Linked DNA regions of Mus musculus: region 1 is linked to region 2. The links are chromatin contacts, called in public HiChIP or PLAC-seq maps. All regions are on one chromosome and are shown on one strand. Each heading gives the region's core, a stretch centred on a gene start, on an enhancer-like site or on the middle of the called end of the contact. The rest is flanking DNA. Distances are from core to core; before and after follow the strand shown.

The links. HiChIP or PLAC-seq counts read pairs in DNA pulled down with a chosen protein or histone mark.
Region 1: a contact with region 2 is called in an H3K4me3 HiChIP or PLAC-seq map of bone marrow-derived macrophages, with 5 times the contacts expected there. The contact joins the enhancer-like site here to the promoter of Dcaf1 in region 2. A contact is called at or near these places in 1 of 39 promoter capture datasets (hippocampal neurons), 4 of 115 datasets of contacts at active chromatin or transcription factors (astrocytes, bone marrow-derived macrophages and large pre-B cells) and 2 of 9 other capture datasets (embryonic stem cells and macrophages).

What each region holds. Positions count from the first base shown.
Region 1 is chr9:107,262,945-107,267,066 of GRCm38.p6, forward strand. It overlaps Mapkapk3 (mitogen-activated protein kinase-activated protein kinase 3), which reads right to left. Exons shown (of 11, transcript NM_178907.3): 3 at 681-820. Among named protein-coding and RNA genes, the nearest start is that of Mapkapk3, 25 kb to the right of the region's middle. Within about 2 kb of position 2,042, at least 52 of the 459 cell types and tissues checked have an H3K27ac peak or open chromatin away from gene starts, as enhancers often do. A contact at or near this core is called in bone marrow-derived macrophages and macrophages, where this site is marked.
Region 2 is chr9:106,819,689-106,824,399 of GRCm38.p6, forward strand. Dcaf1 (DDB1 and CUL4 associated factor 1) reads left to right here and starts at 2,236. Exons shown (of 24, transcript NM_001373930.1): 1 at 2,236-2,403.

The DNA.
Region 1 (4,122 bases), core at 792-3,291, 440 kb after region 2:
TGATATACAGGGAGAGCTTGGAGCAGAGTCATGCTCGGGGTGAGTGCCTCATTATGACCTTCCTCCACACTTAACATTCGAGTTAACTGAGATTCAGAGAGATTAGCGGGTGCCCACAGTCCCACAGCTGGTGGGTGGCAGAGCCAAGACTGAGCCCCAAATCTGAACAGCTAGCTAACCTATGGAGGAAGAAGAAACTTGAAAGGCAGACAAAAAGAACCCAGACAGGGGGCATAGGGTCTGAGGAAGGCTAAGGTTGAACCCCAGGGCTGGTGGCAGAAGCCCAAGGTGGAGAAGGCTAATGACTCCTGGCCACAGGACTCATTGACAGCATCTAATAGAAAAGAGAAAGGCGAAGGGCTGTGTGTATCCCACTCTTCCCCAAAGCTCCCTGCCCACACAGTCAGGGCTTGGCGGCTTTTTCTGATAACTCCTTGCAGAGTGGAAGTCCTGTCCGGGAAGGAAACAGAGAGCTGTGGTAGTTATTTTTCCTGCCTTGGTGGAGAAGTCCTGGTGGCCAGCTATACAGATGCAAGCCCTGTGACTGTCTACTCCTCTAGGGCTGAAGTGATGGTCAGGGCTGCTGTCTGAAGAAGGAACTCCCTGGATAGCAGTGATCCCAGGGCAAAAGGACACCACCAGTAGGGGTTCAGAGGCAGGGCACCTGCCTGCCCGCCTACCATTCCATGACAATGAGGAGACAGCGCTTGCCGTGGTGCATATTCTCATACACGTCCAGGATGCGCACGATGTGGGGGCCGCCTGACGCCTGCCAGTGGTGGTCCACCTCCTGCCGGGCCTTGGGGCTGTCATACAGGAGCTGTGGAGGGAGGCATCAAGGGCATCAGGCTCACACTCGCTCCCCTCGCTTTGCTCGAAGAGACCCGCGACCTGCCCAAATACCAGACTATGAGGAGCAAAGTGAAAATTCAAATCCTGTTTTTCCTGCTGTATGGTCCAGTGAGCCTCTGGACTTGAGGGGGGTCAGCCCCTCAAGCAGCTTAGCCAGTAAGTCTAGATGGCCCTGGGAGATGGGTGACAGGCTAGAGGGTCGGAGGTCAGAAAAGTCCCTATTTCTCTTTTCAGGGGAAAGAAATGAAGTGGAGCTTGCGCAAGGTTTGTGGTGAATCACATGCGTCATGGGGCGCCAGGCCAGGGACCACATATCTTTTGAGCCTCATTTTTATCCTTGATGACAGGTTACCCAGTTATCCAGGCTGATTGGGATCTGCATATGCCAGGCCCTTGGTGACTCCTTGTTTCTCGTAATGTCTCTCTGTGGGAAAGTGGAAGTGGTAAAGAAAGGAAAAAGGAAAAGCCCAGAATACAGAGAAGTTGTTGGAACCCATATAGAGGCTGCCTGAAGAGGTGGTAGGGCCTGTGTCCGTGAGTCTTTCCTCTGGGACCTGGCCCTGAGCGGAGGGAGACTCGGCTGTACTCCTGCAGGAGCAAAGGTAATTAAGACATCACATTCTCCAGGAGTGGGTGCAGAAATAAAACCGTCACTCCCAAGAAAAGTACTTCTAAAAGAAGTTGCTTGGAGCTGGTGAGATGGCTCGGTGGGTAAAAGGTTCCTGCTGCCCTGCCTGGTGACCTAAATTTGATCCCTGGAACCTACAAGGTAGAAGGAGAGAACCAAATCCTGCAAGCTCTCTCTCTCTCTCTCTCTCAATTAAATAAATAAAATAAAATACAATTAGTTGTTTGGCCATGACCTCCAGCTTTCAACAGAACTCGCAGCATCCCTGAGACCTCTGTGGAGAGGAAGGGACAATGCCAGAGAGATGGATCCACCTCAAGATGACCTCACCCTCATCCCAGGCCTACAGACCCCAGGATCTAACACAGAGCTTGAAACTCAGGGCAGGGAAGACCTTAATTGAGGAAAATAACAGCTTGGTGGAGTTTGGTGTAGGTTTGGGGTTGAATTCCTTCAGTGACTTCCTGTGACCTTAAGTAAGTATGTACAACTCCAAGCCACAGCCCACAACCCAGTAAAATGGAGTAATAACAGAGTCACCCGCATAAGACTCATCTCAGTAAAGTGCATGAGGTAGGCGGGTGTCAGGAATCTCACTCAGGTTAACAGCCTTGGGCTATGGGCTGCCTTCCCTAAGGCTGCCATAGGAAATGAGCAAAGCCCAGGAGAGTCGTGGAGGGGGTTGAGGGGAGGGGATTGGGGGGGGGTTATGAAAGAAGTCAGCATGGGAGGGGAGACTACCCAGAATGGGGACAATAGTGACAAGCCACCCTCAGCAGGCTGGCCCATTCGAGGACCAGCTATATTTTATTTCTCATTTGAGGAAGGCTATGCATCCACGATCTGATCATCTCTGCCCTGCTTAGCACCTGTAGGAACCCAGGACATACCAGCCTCAGTTTCCCCCATACAAGAAGGGGGGGGGGGAGCCAGCCCACTTTATACAGGACCCAATTAAGACAGCTATGGGACCAAGCTCTTCAGATAAAGATAGGGCAATGTCCCAGGGAAGGGAGAGGAATGTAGACGTTCCTTCTGCCCTTTGGCTGTTCCTCCAATCTGCTCCAGCCGGAGAACACAGGCGGTGCCTGTACAGAAACACAGGCAGGCAGGGTTTACTTCGCCCCTCTGTCAGTGCTGAGATCCGTATACTGTTACTCTGGCTAGCGCAGGTATGCCTGGGACTGCTGTGGGCCAAGGGGCGTGGGGTGGGGTCCCCGCTGGAGCACCTGCTTCCTGCTGTCAGAGCTAATGGCCTTAATCTCAGATCAGGGTGGGGGTGTGATCTACCTTCCAACTTTCCCTCTCCCCTGCCTCTTGCTCCTCACATCTCTCCTCCCCAAGCTGATATGTCTCTGGTCAGGCCTCCCAGACTGGCTCTAGACCCCTCCTCCCTCTACCTTCCTCTGACATCCATTCCCACCTAAGTCCTCCCTCTTTCTTCTCAGAAACCCCAAGCTCACAGCTGAAATGCATCCAGGAGGGTCAGCTGCCCTTTCTCGTCTCCATCTGTAGACACAGGTCTCTTTTCCACAGGCCCTCTAGGTTAAAAAAAAAAATGCCCCACTTCCCTGCCCCCGCACCCAAACATGTCTTCTTCACCCACCTCATGATCTGCTATCCCTGGGTCCTAAATCATTTGTCCAGGCCTGGGAGGCTGCACTTGCTATTTCTCAACAGCCCCTCCCTCCATTTTACCAGCCAGGTGCAGAGCAAAAGCTAGGCAGGTGAACTGGGCTTCCCTGGCTTGTCCTCGAAGGAAACATGGCAGAGGCTGGAGGAAGAGAGTGATGGGGGAGGGGAGAGGGTAGCACAGAGGATCCACAGAGGCTCAGAGCTGTGCTGACACAGAGGAGGGAGGGGAGTGCTGGGGGGCGGGCAGCTCTGGGATGAAGCTGTGGTGGCCCTACCCTACTTCCCAAGTAGACTAACTAGTCCTTAGTACCAAGGTGCTGAGAGTAGGCACAGGCTTGGGACAGTGTTGCTCCCAGAAAATCAATGGATGCTTCCTTGGCTCTCTCTGCAGGTGAGACCACAGGGGTCAGAGCCCTGAACATAGGCCCACTCAGTCTCCTAGACCGTCTCATCTGTCACCTTGACTTGTCCCTCGGCATAGCCTCAAACCTGTATGTGTGTGCTGTATGTAAGTGGATGTAGATGTGTGGATGCACATGCCTGTTCGTGAACATGTGAAGCCCACAAGTCAACAATGGGTGTCTTTCTCTATTCCTCTCCATCGTTTAAAAAAAAAATTACGCTAGTCGTGGTGGTGCACGTCTTTAATCCCAGCACTCGGGAGGCAGAGGCAGGCAGATTTCTGAGTTCGAGGCCAGCCTGGTCTACAGAGTGAGTTCCAGGACAGCTGGGGCTACACAGAGAAACCCTGTCTCAAAAAAACTAAAAAAAAAAAAAAAAAAAAAAAGAAATACTTTTTATTTTATGCATACAAGTGTTTGCTTGCACACATATATGTGTGCACCAAATGTGGGCCTGGTACCCATGGAAGCTAGAAGAAGGTGTCAAATCCCCTGCAGCTGTGGAGTTCCAGACAGTTGTGAGCTGCCATCTTTCCAGACCTATCTATCTATCTATCTATCTATCTATCTATCTATCTATCTATCTATCTATCTACCTACCTATCT
Region 2 (4,711 bases), core at 986-3,485:
GTCTGTGATTTCAGTGCCAGAGCTGGTCTACACAGGGGAGTACGGGACAGCTGGAGCTGGATATCGAGGCTCTGTCTTGAAAAAAAAATTAAAGATTTATTTATGTATACAAGTGTTGTACTTGCATTTATGTAGGTGCACTCCATGCATGTATGATGCCCAGAGGCCAGAAGAGGGCGTCTGATCCCCTGGAACTGAATTTCCAGGTGGTTGTGAAACCATTTGGGTACTGGGAATCAAATCCTGGTCCTCTGAAGAGCAGCCAATGCTCTTTCATGTTAGGCTCTCTCCAGCCCCCAAATCTGTATCTTTTTTTGTCTGTCTGTCTGTTTTGAGGCATTATCTATCTAAATGTAGCTCTGGCTATCCTGGAACTCAATGTGTACACCAGGCTGGCCTCTAACTCAGAGATCCACCTGCCTCTGCCTCACATGTGCTGGGATTAAAGGCATGTGACACCATGCCCAGCGAAACTCTTCATTCAACATTACTACTTTTGATTTCTCCTCCATAAAGTTGGCTAGCCTTATCTGCCCTGGTGTTGAGAATAATGAGTGTAATTAAAACATTTGATTTAGGGATGGAGAGGTGGCTGAGCAGGTAAGAGCACTGACTGCTCTTCCAGAGGTCCTGAGTTCAATTCCCAGCAACCACATAGTGGCTCACAACCATCTGTAATGGGATCTGATGCTCTCTCCTGGTGTGTCTGAAGAGAGTGACAGGCTACTCACATAAAATAAATAAATCTTAAAAAAAAAACCATTTGATTCAAGTCTGCTATAGAGTCTAAATAAATAATGGTCATTATAGCTCAAGAGACAAGATTTCAGATGCACAGGAGAAAGCTGTGTTGTAGCAAGAGCGTGATTACAAGTTATATGCCTGTAGCACTGCTATTCACCCTCTAGAATTTGTATTTCAAGCAGCTGTTACTCCAAGCACATAATTGAGTGAGGAAGGAACGAAGTGCTCAGGTGGGTGGGGGTAGGGTGGTAGTGGATTTAAGCCCTAAGATACTGGCTGCTGCTTTTCTCTTTCTTTCTTTCTTTCTTTCTTTCTTTCTTTCTTTCTTTCTTTCTTTCTTTCTTGCTTGCTTGCTTGCTTGCTTGCTTGCTTGCTTGCTTGCTTGCTTGCTTGCTTGCTTGCTTTTCTTTCTTTTCTTTCTTTGTCTCTTCTTCTTCCCCTTCCTCTTCCTGCTTTTTTTTTTTTTTTTTCCAGAGGGAAATCTCTGTAGCCCTGGCTGTCCTGGAACTCACTCTGTAGACCAGGCTGGTCTTGAACTCAGAGATCCGCCTGCCTCTGTTTCCCAAGTGCTGGGATTAAAGGCATGCGCCACTGCCACTACCACTCTTCTGATACAGGCTTAGTAACAGCCGTAGAATCTGATCATGACAAGAGGTCCACAGTGTCTTATAATTTCCACAAGAACGTATTGGCTGTAATCGCTCTATGGAAACGCACAGAACTCGCTCAGAATGCCAAGAACAATAGTGAGTTGCATGAATCCTGACGTCTGGGTAGGTTTTGTCAAGATTCTGCTCAATTGTGGAGTTATCGTAATCTTCCATGTTATCACACAGAATCGCTGGGTCAAAACCAGATCCTTCCGATGCAGCTTCCCTTTGGTTTGTGAAGTTAGGCAAGTCATTTACTGTGGGTTTCATTTTCCTTAACTCTAAAATTGATAAATTGAATTAGATGGCCTCCGTGATTAGTTGTTTTCACCAAAGGGCTTTCATTTTTCTGCCTCACATATAATACATGGTAACTGATGTTTTTTGATTCCTGTCGAATATGTTTTTAACAGAAAGACAAAGGAAAACCGACGAATTTCTAACGAGTACAGTTGTTTCTGAATACATTTGTGTGAAATGCATTCTTTGACCCTGGCATCCTTCCGAGCCTGATGTGGCAGTGTCCTACTGAGCCCTTAGATGACACAGGGTAGAATTAAGTAAATTCGGGCAGCCCGGGCTTTTAGAAAGATCTATTCCTTCCTTTACTTTTCACTTCCGCCTTAAAGAAAACTACGAATCCCAGAAGTCAATGCGCTGAGGTGGTGCTTAATGGTAGGTCTAGCGCCATCATCCCTCCCCCGCCCTTAAACGCGGAAACTTCATTTCCCAGGAGCGCTTTGATGTCCCTCGGCTCCTCCCCCTTCCCCGCTCCGGAGCCTCGCGCCAACGTTACACACCCGCGCGCGCTGAGTGCGCGCGCGACCAGTACGTAGCCTGCGAGTGACGCATAATATGTGGGCCGCTCAGGAGCCGTGGTCGCGCTGTGTGTGTGTATATGTGTGTGTGTGAGTGAGTGAGGGAGAGTGAGTGCGGGACCAGAGGCAGTGTGTGAGAACCGTGGCCGCTGGAGGGGTCGGGGGGAGAAGCGGCGGAGCCGCTCGCGAAGGTGAGCGGGGTTAGGAAGGGGCCGGCTCTCTGGCAGGGGCACGAGGAGAGCGAGCGCGCGGCCCGCTGGGCGGGAGAGTGGGCGCCGCGCTGGGGGGAGGGGCGGCACCTGCTTCGGCTGCGGGCGGCGAGGGGCTGGGCGAGCCCACCGAGGCGGCTGGGCCCGGGGCCTGACGAGGCTCTCCTTCCGAGCCCGGGCCCGGGCCCGGGGGCGGGGCCTCCGGCTCCTTCCTCCCGTCCTGTAAAGAAGCCTCTTTAGAGTAACTCTTCCGCCGGGGTGTGGAGGGCAGGGGATGCTCGCCTCTACCTAAAGGAGGTGCTCTTTGAATCTCTCTCTTCCACTCCAAGTCTCTGTCCCTCACGGGACGAGGGGCATCTTCTTTCCCATGCCGCCCGGCGGACCCCTTCAGGAACGGTGTCCCCGCCTCCAGCCTCAGTCACCTGGGCGGGCTTTTCCCTCGGTCGGCTCCGTGCCACCTCCCACTTGCACCCTCCCGGCTCTCCGACCGGGGAGGGGGCGGAGCTCGGCGGGAACCCCTCCCACTTGTACAATGCAGTAGCGAGGGGACGGGGAGAGAGGTATGTGGGTGTCCAGACGCCCAGAGTCTGACCTAAGGTTGCCTGCCAGGTTTCCCCAGCGCTTATTCCGAGGGCTTTTAGTTGTTTGTTGGGCTTTCAAGGGCATTTGCCATACTTTGTCTTCTGTTCCTAGAAAGTGTCGGTCCGTTTCCTCTTACTGCTGTGGTTTTAACATTTGATGAGGAAATACTCTTGCGGTGTGTCTAGTAGTAGTTTTTGAGGAACAAATGACTCGTTTTTTGTTTATCTTACGTTGCTCTTTTTTTTTTTTTTTTCCCGGAGCTCATTGTAGTCTAGGCTGGCTTCGAACTAAGATATCCTTTTATCTCTGCCTCTAGTATTGTAATTAAAGGCGTCTGTTACCACTGCCGGGTTTGCTGTTTTTTTTTTTTTTTTTTTTTTAACTTTCAGGCAAAGACTTTTAAGTAGCATGCACGTTTTAACTTATTGTAGCACTATCTTCCTATTGCAAGCTTTTGAAGGCTTTTTTTCTCCTTGGATTTACTGGCATTTACCTTCAAGGCTTTTATAAGCATATGTACATTTCAGTCTGATCTCAAGATTTGTGTTTTTGTTTTTTGAGACAGGGTTTCTCTGTGTAGCCTTGGTTGCCTTGAAACTCAGTTTAGACTAGCCTGGCCTCGAACTCAGATCTGCCTGCTTCTGCTTCCCCGAGCACTGGGATTAAAAGTGTAAACCAGCCGGATGGTGGTGGTGCATGCCTTTAATCCCAGCACTTGGGAGGCAGAGGCAGGCGGATTTCTGAGTTCAAAGCCAGCCTGGTCTACAGAGTGAGTTCCAGGACAGCCAGGGCTACACAGAGAAACCTTGTCTTGAAAAACCAAAAAAAAAAAAAGTGTAAACCAGCACTGCCCCACCTTAAGATTTGTGTTTGTATATAGCAGTTACTCATTAACCATTTCGAACTGGGATTTTTTTGGGTTGTTAAGGTAATTTGAGGAACTTTTTTGAGCATAGTATTTACTGTTAACAGTGTTGTGTATTTGTTATTTTTTTTTTTCTCAGAAATCCACCTGCCTCTGCCTCCCAAGTGCTGGGATTAAAGGGATGGGCCACCACTGCCTAGCATAGCCCCTCAAACTTTTAAGTAGGAAACTAAAAATAAGTGATAATCTTTCAGTTTCAACTGTTAACTGCTTGCTGTATCTTCTTGTGTTAATTTTATGGAATTTGAGCTGGTAGGTACATCACCTCTAAATACTTTGTACACATTCTTATGAGTGAGGAAATTTCATGTGTATAAATTGATATTTTAAACATTTACGAATTCATATTCTGTAATATAGAATTTTCACTAGCTCCCACAACTGTTTCTATTTAATAGAGAAGTTGAGTTTTTTTTCCCCCAAACAATTTGATACTTAGAGAAGTTAAGTAAGAATTCACAGACATTTCAGCAGAGTTGGGATTTGAGTTCTTTTAAATTGTTAATTCTTTTCTGGGATGTGTCATTTGTGTGGTCTTGAAAATCTCTCTAACTCATTTCCTTATCCATAAAAGTCACCTCACAGGGTGGCTGTGAAAATTAAGCATGTAAGTTAGTTAATTACTTAGCTCAATGTCCTGGGCTAGATATCCCAACTTGGTGACCATTGATTGTATCATCATTAGGTGTGTGTCATAACTTTTTGCATGATTCTTATAAAAAAAACATTGTAGTGGTTTATTTAAGCATTCTGGAGGCAGAGACAAGCAGATCTTTTATGTGT